2 separate regions of the Sus scrofa genome follow, and region 2 is linked to region 1. The links are chromatin contacts, called in public HiChIP or PLAC-seq maps. All regions are on one chromosome and are shown on one strand. Each heading gives the region's core, a stretch centred on a gene start, on an enhancer-like site or on the middle of the called end of the contact. The rest is flanking DNA. Distances are from core to core; before and after follow the strand shown.

Region 1 (4,979 bases), core at 1,398-3,897:
AAACCAGAAAGATTAGTGAACAACACGGCATTCCTGAATTCTCACCAAAGGGCAAATGAATTAACAATAATACTATTTTTATCAAGTGCCAAATATGTTCAAGGCACTGTGCTAAACCAAATTATATTTTTTGTTAACTTTCTTCCTATTTTCTCACCCTAAAGAAGTTTCTTACCCAAAATTCGGCTGGCTTCACTTCGGCTACTTTCTGGAGTCTGAGACCCCAGCTCTGTCTTAGCATATGAGCTCAGCTGGCACAAGAGTGTTTCACCCACAGGCCCTGGATTCGTCTTCTTCATTTGAGCATGAAGTGCTAGAGCATTCCTACGGGCATGTTCAGCACAGAAGGACACCCTAAGGAGATAAAATATTCACGTTTATACTCAGGTTCCTTCCTGAAGGAGTTCAGTGATTTTTAGAGACACTGATCATTAGATTATTTTCAGGAAACTAAAATGACCATTGTCTTCATTTATAAATTAAAAATGTCAATGAGGCAAAATAAATTAACTGGCCCAAGACCAACTCATTTGGTATTACTAAAGGGAAATGCAGGTAACAAAACCTAGTGCTCTACCCATTAAACAAAACATTCCAACTATAAAAACGCTGACATTTCACAACATCATCAGAGATCCACTTCCATCTTTCAAACTGGTTCTGGGAGCTCCCATCGTGGCGCAGCAGAAACTAATCCAACCAGGAACTGGAGGTTTCAGGTTTGATCCCTGGCCTTGCTCAGTGGGTTAAGGATCTGGTGTTGCCACGAGCTGTGGTGTAGGTCAAGACAAGGCTCGGATCCTGAGTTGCTGTGGTTGTGGTATAGGCCGGCAGCTGTAGCTCCATTAGACCCCTAGCCTGGGAACCTCCATATACCATGGGCGCAGTCCTAAAAAGACAAGGGGGAGAAAAAAAAAAAAAAAAAAAAAAGCCTGGTTCTGGAAGGCAACTCTACATTTTACTTCAGTATCAATCCACTGTAGGTAAAAGGATATGAGACACAATTTTAAAATCAAAAGATACAGACAGAATTATCTATGTTCTGCATGGATACTTTTGCTTAATTGATGAAAACCATTAAGTCTTTCCAAGAAGAATACACACACATAAAACGTGCATGGCCAAAAGAGCCATGCAACCTAAGGTTAAGAATAACCCAGAGGGAGTTCCCCTTGTGGCTCCGGTAACAAACCCAACTAGTATCTATGAGGAAGTGTGCTAATCCCTGGCCCCGCACAGTGGATTAAGGATCCAGCATTGCTGTGAGCTGAGGTGTAGGTTGCAGAGATATGGCATGGCTGTGGACCTCTAGTCTAGGAACTTCCATATGCCTCAAGTGCGGCCCAAAAAGGAAAAAGAAAAAAAGAAAAATCTAGAGTGTCCCTTTATTTTACAGGTACCAGAAAAGATCCAAAGACATTTAACGAAGTGGCCCAACTGAGAGTGGTCTCCTTCCAGTTTTCACCATTTTAAAAAGTTCTCCAAGGATATATCCATAACCTCAATGTTACAAGCATGTGACCAAAGAACTGGCCAGCTATTTCCCAGCCCACATCACTTAAAATCTAAAAGAACAGAAGTTCCCTGTACTTTTGTGGCAGGCTGCAGGTTAAGGATCCCGCGTTGTCACCACAGCAGCTGGGGTCGCTGCTGTGATGCTGGTTCCATCCCCGGGCCAAGAACTTCCACATGTCATGGACATGCCCCCAAAAAACAAAAACAAAAACCCACAATGAAAAACATAAAAGTACAGATATCTATACATATATACCCGTCTTTCTTCTCAGGCTTCGGAGCAGCACAAGGACATCTTTTTCCATTCTTTGTGGATATATAACTGCACTGCTTGAAAGGTGCATTCTTGTCTTCAAGGATATGCTTAATGCAAAACTCCTGCCCCTCCAGACGAGGCTGCGAGCATGGGCGATGAGTAAACGAACAAGACAAGGGCTCCTGAGACCTGGGCACTGGGGTGATCCTTCCCCGATTGGTCGGCAAGACGTGGATCCGAATCCTGTTCATACCAAAACCTGCAGGGTCACACAAAAGATCAAAAAGCCCTTCCCGAAAATTCCTGCCCCACAGTAACCAGGCAGACGGCGCGTGGCTTCTAAAAGACAAGCGGAAGTCACGCTCCTTAACTCCCTCCGCCCAGGTCTCCCAGCCCAAGCCTCCCCGGGCATTAGTGAATTTGCCTCACCTCAACTTCCCCCGCCAAGGCCGCCCCACGCCGACCACCACCACGGAGACTGTACGGCCGCCGCACGAGGGGGCCGCGCCACCGCCCGCACGAGGGGCCGCGCCACCGCCGCACGAGGGGCCGCGCCCGCGCCCCCACCCCCGTCTCCGCCTCCCGGCTCGCCGCCTTTGTCCCGGTCCGCCTGAGACCTCACGCCTGGGCCCTGCCCATCCTTGGCGGCGCCTGCAAGCGCCATTTTGTCCTAAGTCTCCGAGCACCGGAGAACCCAAGTCCTGGGAGATTATAAGAGGAGAGCGACCCTGACGTTGATTGAGGGAGCAGGGTAGCAGCTCTGAATGGGGAGAAAGGGCGAAGTAGTACCCCGAAGGCAAAGGCGAAGAGCAAGCAACGCCGCCATCTTACCTCCGCCGCGCGCCGCGCTGCTGCCTTCTGGCCGCGCCAGCCGCTTCTAACGCGGCCCCATTCCTTTCCCGGCTCCCACTCGCTGATTGGGCACGACGCCTACGCCTGTGCGTCACCATTGGCTGAGGCCAGCTACCTATCAAGTCTTAGGGGGCGGGGCGCTAAGAAAAGGCGCGGCTTGGGTGGCTGAGAAGAGCTGTCCGTCATCAACTTGCTCATGAAAGTGAGGCGGAGCTGAGTGCGGGCTCGGGGACCCGCTAGCAGCGCACGGTTTGTCTTTCCACCTCCCCGCATGGCTGATTTTCAGGTCGATTATGGCCGCTTTATCTGTGCACTAGGCCGCAGCTACACCACCACCGTTACACGGTAGGCACAAAATCGACAGGGAGGCCAAAGGATCGTGGTACATTTGACTCTTACTGTTTATACAGTAAAAGGCTTAGTTTTGTGAAAAGTTAATTTACGGAAACATTTTTTGAGTATTTACTGAGTCTGGAAAATTATGTATATAAACATTTCTTTTCAGAACAGTCCTAAAAAGTAGAAGCTATAATCTCCATTTTACAGATAAGATAACAGAGGAACAGAATAGGCTCGTATCTAGTAAACAGGGAATGGAGACAAATTTGAACCAGCCCTCATTCCTTTATTTTTTTTTTTTTTAATACTATTTCTGCCGCACCCGTGGTATATGGAAGTTGGTTGGCCAGGGAATCAAATCTGAACCAGAGCGTCTACCTACATCACAGCTGTAGCAACGCTGAATCCTTAACCCACTGTGCCAGGCTGGAATCACAGGCACCTGCAACAGAGACAAGCCAGATCACTAACCCACTGCTCTATAGCAGGAACTCCACGAACCATTCCCTCATTCTTTATCCCTTTATTCCTGGTCATACAGTGAAAGGCATTGGACTGAGACTTGGTAAATATGAGTTATGGTTGAGGCCTTGATTCTCTAAAATTCTGTACAATACCAAGCTAAATCATGCAGGTATATAGAAAAGGCAGGCACAATTCCAATTTTATCGTCCTTTAAGGCTTTTTAATTAAAGCATCTCTTCTTTCATCTCCACCACACCTCTGGCAGAAATAAAACAATTTGGGATCTTTTTTGCATCCCAAGCTTCACAAGCTCTCCTAGCTGTTGTCAGTTTCATTTAAGTAAGCTATTTTTCCACTACCAATGAGCAGGTGAGCATAGGGAATCTACAATGCTGGGGAACAGCAGTTTAGATAAAAAGAAGTGATTAAAACCAAAATAGGGGAGGGCTTAGAGGTGACTTTTCCCAGGGATTAGGGCAGTCCTAGAAGGCCCTTGCATGAGATTTGTTCATTCAGCAAATATTTACTGAGCACCTAAGTGCCAGCCAGTACAGATATAGAGAGAACAAGAAAGATAATCCTGCTCTTTTGGAGTAAACATTCTAGAGTAGTTTGGGATTACGGATGCAATACAACCATTAAATAGCAACTATGAGTTATATACATATGCTAACCCTCCCAACCCTCATTGGTTATAAACACCCTACAACTCAAAACTAGGGGAGGCAGCCACATTACAAAAAATTGGGGAATCTTCAACCTAATGAGGTGATATCAAAAAGCAAGAGTTTCTGCTGTGATGCAGCAGGTTAAGAATCCAGCATTGTCTCTGCAGTAGCTGGGATTTGATCCCTGGCCCAGGAACTTCCACATGCCACAAGTGTGGCAAAAAAAAAAAAAAAAAAAAAAAAAAACTAATGCTAGGACCCTGCACTTTCTGTAGTCATTGGGACAAACACTGAGAGTCATCCTTGACTTCTTTCTCTTCCAGCCTTATAGCAGGTCCTGCTGGTCCCAGCTTCAAGATATGTGACTCCTCATTACCTTCAGCATTTCCAACCTGGTCCAAGGGATTCTCATCTACTACCTTAATTATTGTGAGATTCTCCTTACCCTTGACTCCTTATAATCCATTTTCAACACAGCAGCTCAAGTGACCATTGTAAAACCTAAGCTAGATCATGTCACTTCTCTACTCACCACCTATCAATGGTGCTCTATTTCACTGTCTTTATGATGGTTTAAAAGGCCCTGTGGTATCCAGACTTCTGCTTCTCTATTCAATTTACTCTCTCCTCCTCGTCACTCAATTCCATACTAGCTACACTGACCTCCTTGCTATTTCTCAAACATGCCAGCATCTTCTCATCTCAGAACCTTTGCATTTGTTTCCTGGAATGATCTTACCCCAGACATTCCCATGGTTTGCTTTCCCCTCTTTCAGGTCCTTGTGGAACTGTAATTTCCTAAAGCCTTCTTCCCTAGCCATCTTATTTCCAACCAACAATCCTACTTACCTATATACACACACACACATACACTCACCATTCCA
Region 2 (4,979 bases), core at 660-3,159, 51 kb after region 1:
CTGCAACCTCATGGTTCCTAGTCGGATTCGTTAACCACTGCGCCACGACGGGAACTCCCTGAATTCTGATGTTAGAGAAAAAGTAACTTTCATTAGAACATGAGGTGGTGCATGGAAAATGTCGTGATTCCCAAAGAGACTTCTGAGAACTTTTAAGGTCTCTGCAAGGCACTATCTCCTTTTTACGTCCCTTTTCAAATAAAAATGCATGCATTTCTTTTCTTTGGTACAATCTTATACTATTCTTATCAACAGCAGGATCATTATTGTTTGCCTGGTAGGCAATTAATACTGCTGTGTTTCCAACTGGGTGGAAGGGTGGGAACAAAGCAAGATGTAAGGCTGAAATTTCTCTTAGGTAATTGGAAGAGTTGGAAGAATTTGCAAGTCATAAACAGCAAACTTGTGTTTGTTATCATATGTCTCAGTATTCATAACAGAGGCTGACTTGCTATACTCTTGAGAAGCTTACTCTTTACAGAGGGAGTAAGACCCACACATAGAAAGAAAAAGCATTGCTGGATAAGTCATGTTGGATGACAATCAGGGCAATGGCTGCTCAGAGGAAGCAGTGATCTTTGGGACTACGAAGTGGGAAGGAAGAGCTTGAGTCTGGCCTTCGAAGAGGATTTCAGTCAGAAGAGAGCTGTACGAGGTGAAATGAACTGAATGGTACTTGATGGAAAATAAAGGAAAAGAAAACGTGTGGACATGATTTTACCCTACCTAAGAAGAAAGAACATGGTGGGGAGAGGAAGCTGGATGATTTCCCTGGGGAGGCTACACCATGGCTCAGTAAAGGTTAGTGCTGTCTAGAGCAGGAAAAGGAATGGCCAGCACGTGATCACTTTCAGAGGTGTCTGCAATTCAGATTGGCCTTAATATACCTAGGTGTTTCTATAAAATACAGAATTTGTATAATTTTACCATATTCTGCCTGTTTTGATGATGTGTCCTATTGCACACATCATCAAAGATTCCCAAAGAAGGAAGTTTCTGAAACCCTTGCCTTTAGTATAAAAAGATGTTAAGTTCCCCTGGCCAGCATTTCAGTCACTCTTCCTTCCTTCTCTTTCTCCTCTAGCTTTAACTGTTTGACTAAATCACTTCATTCTTTGGGTTCCGCTTTTTAATCTTCAAATGACAACCCTGAACTAGATCATCTCTCCCTTCCACTCCAAAATACTCGATTATGAAATTTTCCAAAATGACAAAACACAGCAAACCACGAGGACGAGCCCTAACAATATTGGCCAAATTAAATAGCTGTGGTTCCCCAAACATTACTTCTAAATATCACAGATGATTCAGTTATCCATTTTCTTCCTAGGACTAGCTGATCTCTCTGTTCTCACGGCTGTTACGAGGGCCCTGATTTATCTAGAAAAAGTGGTACAGGAAGCATAGGACTTTCACAGAATTTCACAGCAGCAACATCTATTGGCTTCTATCTCCTTGGACTCAAAAAGTCTGGGTAGCCACAAGGAGATAAAACCTTATCTTCCCGCTCTTGAGTTTCCCCTCTTGGGCTTTAGATGCACCGACTGCCAGGAGAACCCACCCGCAAACGGCGGAGCCTTAACTATCTGAGGGTCCGCCGGCAGGGTCGGGGGTCTGCGGTTTCCCGCGAGAAGTGGGCTCGGGCGCAGGCCGGGCTGCCGCACTTCCGGTCTCCGGCGCTCGCCACACTTCCTGTTGATCTGGCTCCGCTGAGGGCTGGGCTGAGAGGAGGGCTGGATTGAGAGGAGGGCCGGCGGGCGGGCGGCGGCCACTGGCCAGGCGTGGGCGTGCGCGGCGCAGCCGCGGGCGCAGAGCGTCCGCCTGGTCGCCTGAGTCCGGAGCAACCTCGCCTCCCGCGCCACCCGCTGTCTGTCCTTCTCTCTGGACCTCGGCCCCGCCGCGCGGCACCATGCCCGCCGTGGACAAGCTCCTGCTAGAGGAGGCGTTGCAGGACAGCCCCCAGGTACTTCCCGCCGCCCCGGGTTCCTCTTGCTGAGGGCTTGAGGCCGAGGAGGCCCCTCCAGGCCCGGGATGGAGTCCTGGAGTACGCGCCTCCCCACCCCCTACCCCGTCCACCTGAGGTGAGGAGGGGGCGTGCCCAGCCCCGCGTCCTGAGCCCTGGGTACTCTGGCACTGGGCATCTCTCAGGCGGAGCTGGAGACACCACGAAAGCACCCCGCGGCTGGAGTCTTTGTCCTGACCCCTTTTCAAAACTCAGCTGAAACCTAGGCGGCTCCGTTTACACTGGGGCTCCACCAGTTACTAGCCGAGTGCCCCAGTTTTGTGTGCCCCACCTTTTTGTGCCTCAATTTTGCCATATGTAAGATAGGGATAATAATTGGTACCTGGCTCCTAGAGTTGCTAGAATTAAATAAGGAAATGCCTGTGAAGTTGCTTGTGAACAATGTCTAGTACAGAATAAGAAGATAACCGTATTATTATTGTTTTCCATTATTACTACTAGTCCTGGTATTACTCTACTACTAATGTGGGACCTGGTGGATTTAGAGCCAGAATGAGAGGCAGAGAACCTACATCTCTTAACCAGGGGTGCCAGAGCTCCCCTTGGACTTGTTTTCCCATTTGTGAAGAGGAAATTAGGGTACCTGCCCCGTTTGCCGCACAGGGGAACTTCATTAGCGCACCGGAGATGAGAATCAAGTCCTTTGAGCTCTGCAGGTGAAAGCTGGTGTGTAAAGACAGTAAAGGAGTGAAGCATGGCATTAGTTCTTAAGTCAGGGCCCCTTTCCCCAGGGAACCTTTGTTCCCCATTAACATTTCCCCAACTTCATATCTACTCCAGTGGTTCTGCATCCCTGGGTTATTTAAATACGTCTCTTTATTCTTTAGTATCTCAACTCTTGAAAAATTAGAGTAAGAGAAACCTGTTTTCCTTTCACAGTTTCTCTTCCCTTTTTGCTTCCTTTCCACTTAGTGAATTGTCCTTCCCTGGGATGACCCTTTGATGGACTTACCTACACCCACTCTGCATCTCTCCAGTTCAGAATAAGTAGTCAAAGGACTGTGTGCCTAATTGCTCTGTGCCTGTTTTTTTGGTGTGTGTGATTTTTTTTTTTTTTCTTTTCTTTTTCAGGGCCGCACCTTCAGCATTTGGAAGTTCCCAGGCTAGGGGTTGAATTGGAGCTGCAGCTGGCGGCCTACACCACAGCCACAGCCACAGCCACGCAGGATCCAAGCCGTGTCTGTGAACTATACCACAGCTCATAGCAACAGTGGATTCTTAACCCTCTGAGTGAGGCCAGGGATCGAACCTACATCCTAGGGTACTAATCAGGTTCGTTTCCAGTAATCTGTACGTAGGCAAGTAAGAAGCGGTACTTGAGCTGTGATTTTTTTTTTTTTTTTTAATTGGCATCTGCTGGTCTGATTGACTTTTCAAAGGCCTCTTTGAAGTCTCTAAACTTCTGGCATTTTATTGGGACCAAAGCCCTTGGTAGAAGTCATTTGGTCCATCCTTACACCCTTTGTGTGGGATCCAAAGATAATAATGTGGAATTTCTAGTGATAGGAGTTTGAATTAGGACTTACACTTGCTTTGTATTTGGAGAGACTGAGGTACAAAGATGTATAGCTTGCCTAACTGACCGTGGTGGTGGCTGAGCCAGGTGAGAGAGGTTGCACTAACTGATTCTGCATGTTGCCCTCGCTGAGGAGTTAAGTTCAGAATATTTGGCTCTCACATCAGTGAATATGCACTAGTTTTGAGTAGTTTGCAGGATGTGCTCAGTTGTGAGGTGGATGAAGGAGGACTGGCAAACAAGGCAGGATACCTCGGTCCTAATTCTGTCTCTCACACTAACTTATCCTTTGATTGGAGAAGTCACTCATCCCCTTCCTGTGACTGGCTCGGTTTCCTCCTCTGCAGAAGGAGGGTCATGGAGTAGATGATCTTTAAGGGGGTTAAAGTTCTGTTGTATCCACATGGTTGATAATTTTCAGCTTGTATGAGGAAGAGGAGATTTAGAGGCATTGTCGCTCTTATTTAATGTTCCTCTTTATGTAGGGAATTTGTCATCGTCTACATAATGGGTGAGAAATGAGTGTCACCATACAGGGGTTTTTGAGGTTTGGATGGAAGCTCACTTCCAAGGTCTTTGATGATCATCACAGCACATTTAGCACTATTGTATGGGGCACATGCCTAATGCAGCTTTATTCCCAAGGAGATCGATAGACTTGTAACTGGAAGGACTGTAATCTTAACTCCTTCATTTTATCTGTAGAGAATAAAAACAAAAGCAAACACCAGTATCAGACAATGCATTTTATGTGCCAGGCACTGTTCTCAAGCTTATGTTAATTCATCTAAACCTGCTAACAATCTTTTGAAGTAGGTCCTCTATTAAAATGAGCAAGAAGCAGGAAGTTCTGTGTGGCAGAGCAGATTAAGGGTCCCACATTGCCACAGCTGAGCATAGGTCGCAACTGTGCAGGTTCGATCCCTGGCGTGGGAATTTCTACATGCTGCAGGTGTGTGTGGGAAAAAAAAAAAAAAATTAGCAAGGAGAAGAGAAGTTAAAAAGCTTGCCCCTAAGATTATGTTGTTCAAGTTAGCCCAGCTACCTAGCACTTGACTTTTCTGTCTTTGGTGACCCAGAATATTTCACTAAAAGGAAGTGATCTTAAGAAACCATGTATTGTTTGCTTCTTGTTTTATGTAGAGAATTTATGAGGGTTGCTCCAGTAACCTGGTTGCGCAGGATTCATTAAATGAACACAAAAGCTTTTGTATGTGGCCCAGGAAGAGCTGAACTCGGTGGCCCAGGAAGAGCTGAATAGCAATTGACTGATCTTAGATGTATCTGTTCATGTGCTTTTTAGTTCATAGTATCTCACTAGTCTATGTGCATACACATATTATTTCTGGTTACTTCTGGTATATGAGAGGTAGAATGTTTTGGGGATTAAGCTTTTTTTTTTTTTTTTTTTGGTCTTTTTAGGACCGCATTTGCGGCCTT

What was found. HiChIP or PLAC-seq counts read pairs in DNA pulled down with a chosen protein or histone mark.
Region 2: an H3K27ac HiChIP or PLAC-seq map of skeletal muscle shows a contact between it and region 1. The contact joins the promoter of APPL2 here to the promoter of KANSL2 in region 1. A contact is called at or near these places in 2 of 47 Hi-C or Micro-C datasets (heart right ventricle and liver) and 2 of 2 datasets of contacts at active chromatin or transcription factors (alveolar macrophages and skeletal muscle).

What each region holds. Positions count from the first base shown.
Region 1 is chr5:79,302,921-79,307,899 of Sscrofa11.1, forward strand. KANSL2 (KAT8 regulatory NSL complex subunit 2) reads right to left here and starts at 2,648. Exons shown (of 10, transcript NM_001244880.1): 1 at 2,603-2,648; 2 at 1,772-2,030; 3 at 176-354. The coding sequence starts at 2,022.
Region 2 is chr5:79,354,356-79,359,334 of Sscrofa11.1, forward strand. It overlaps APPL2 (adaptor protein, phosphotyrosine interacting with PH domain and leucine zipper 2), which reads left to right and starts at 1,910. Exons shown (of 21, transcript NM_001135961.1): 1 at 1,910-1,963. The coding sequence starts at 1,910.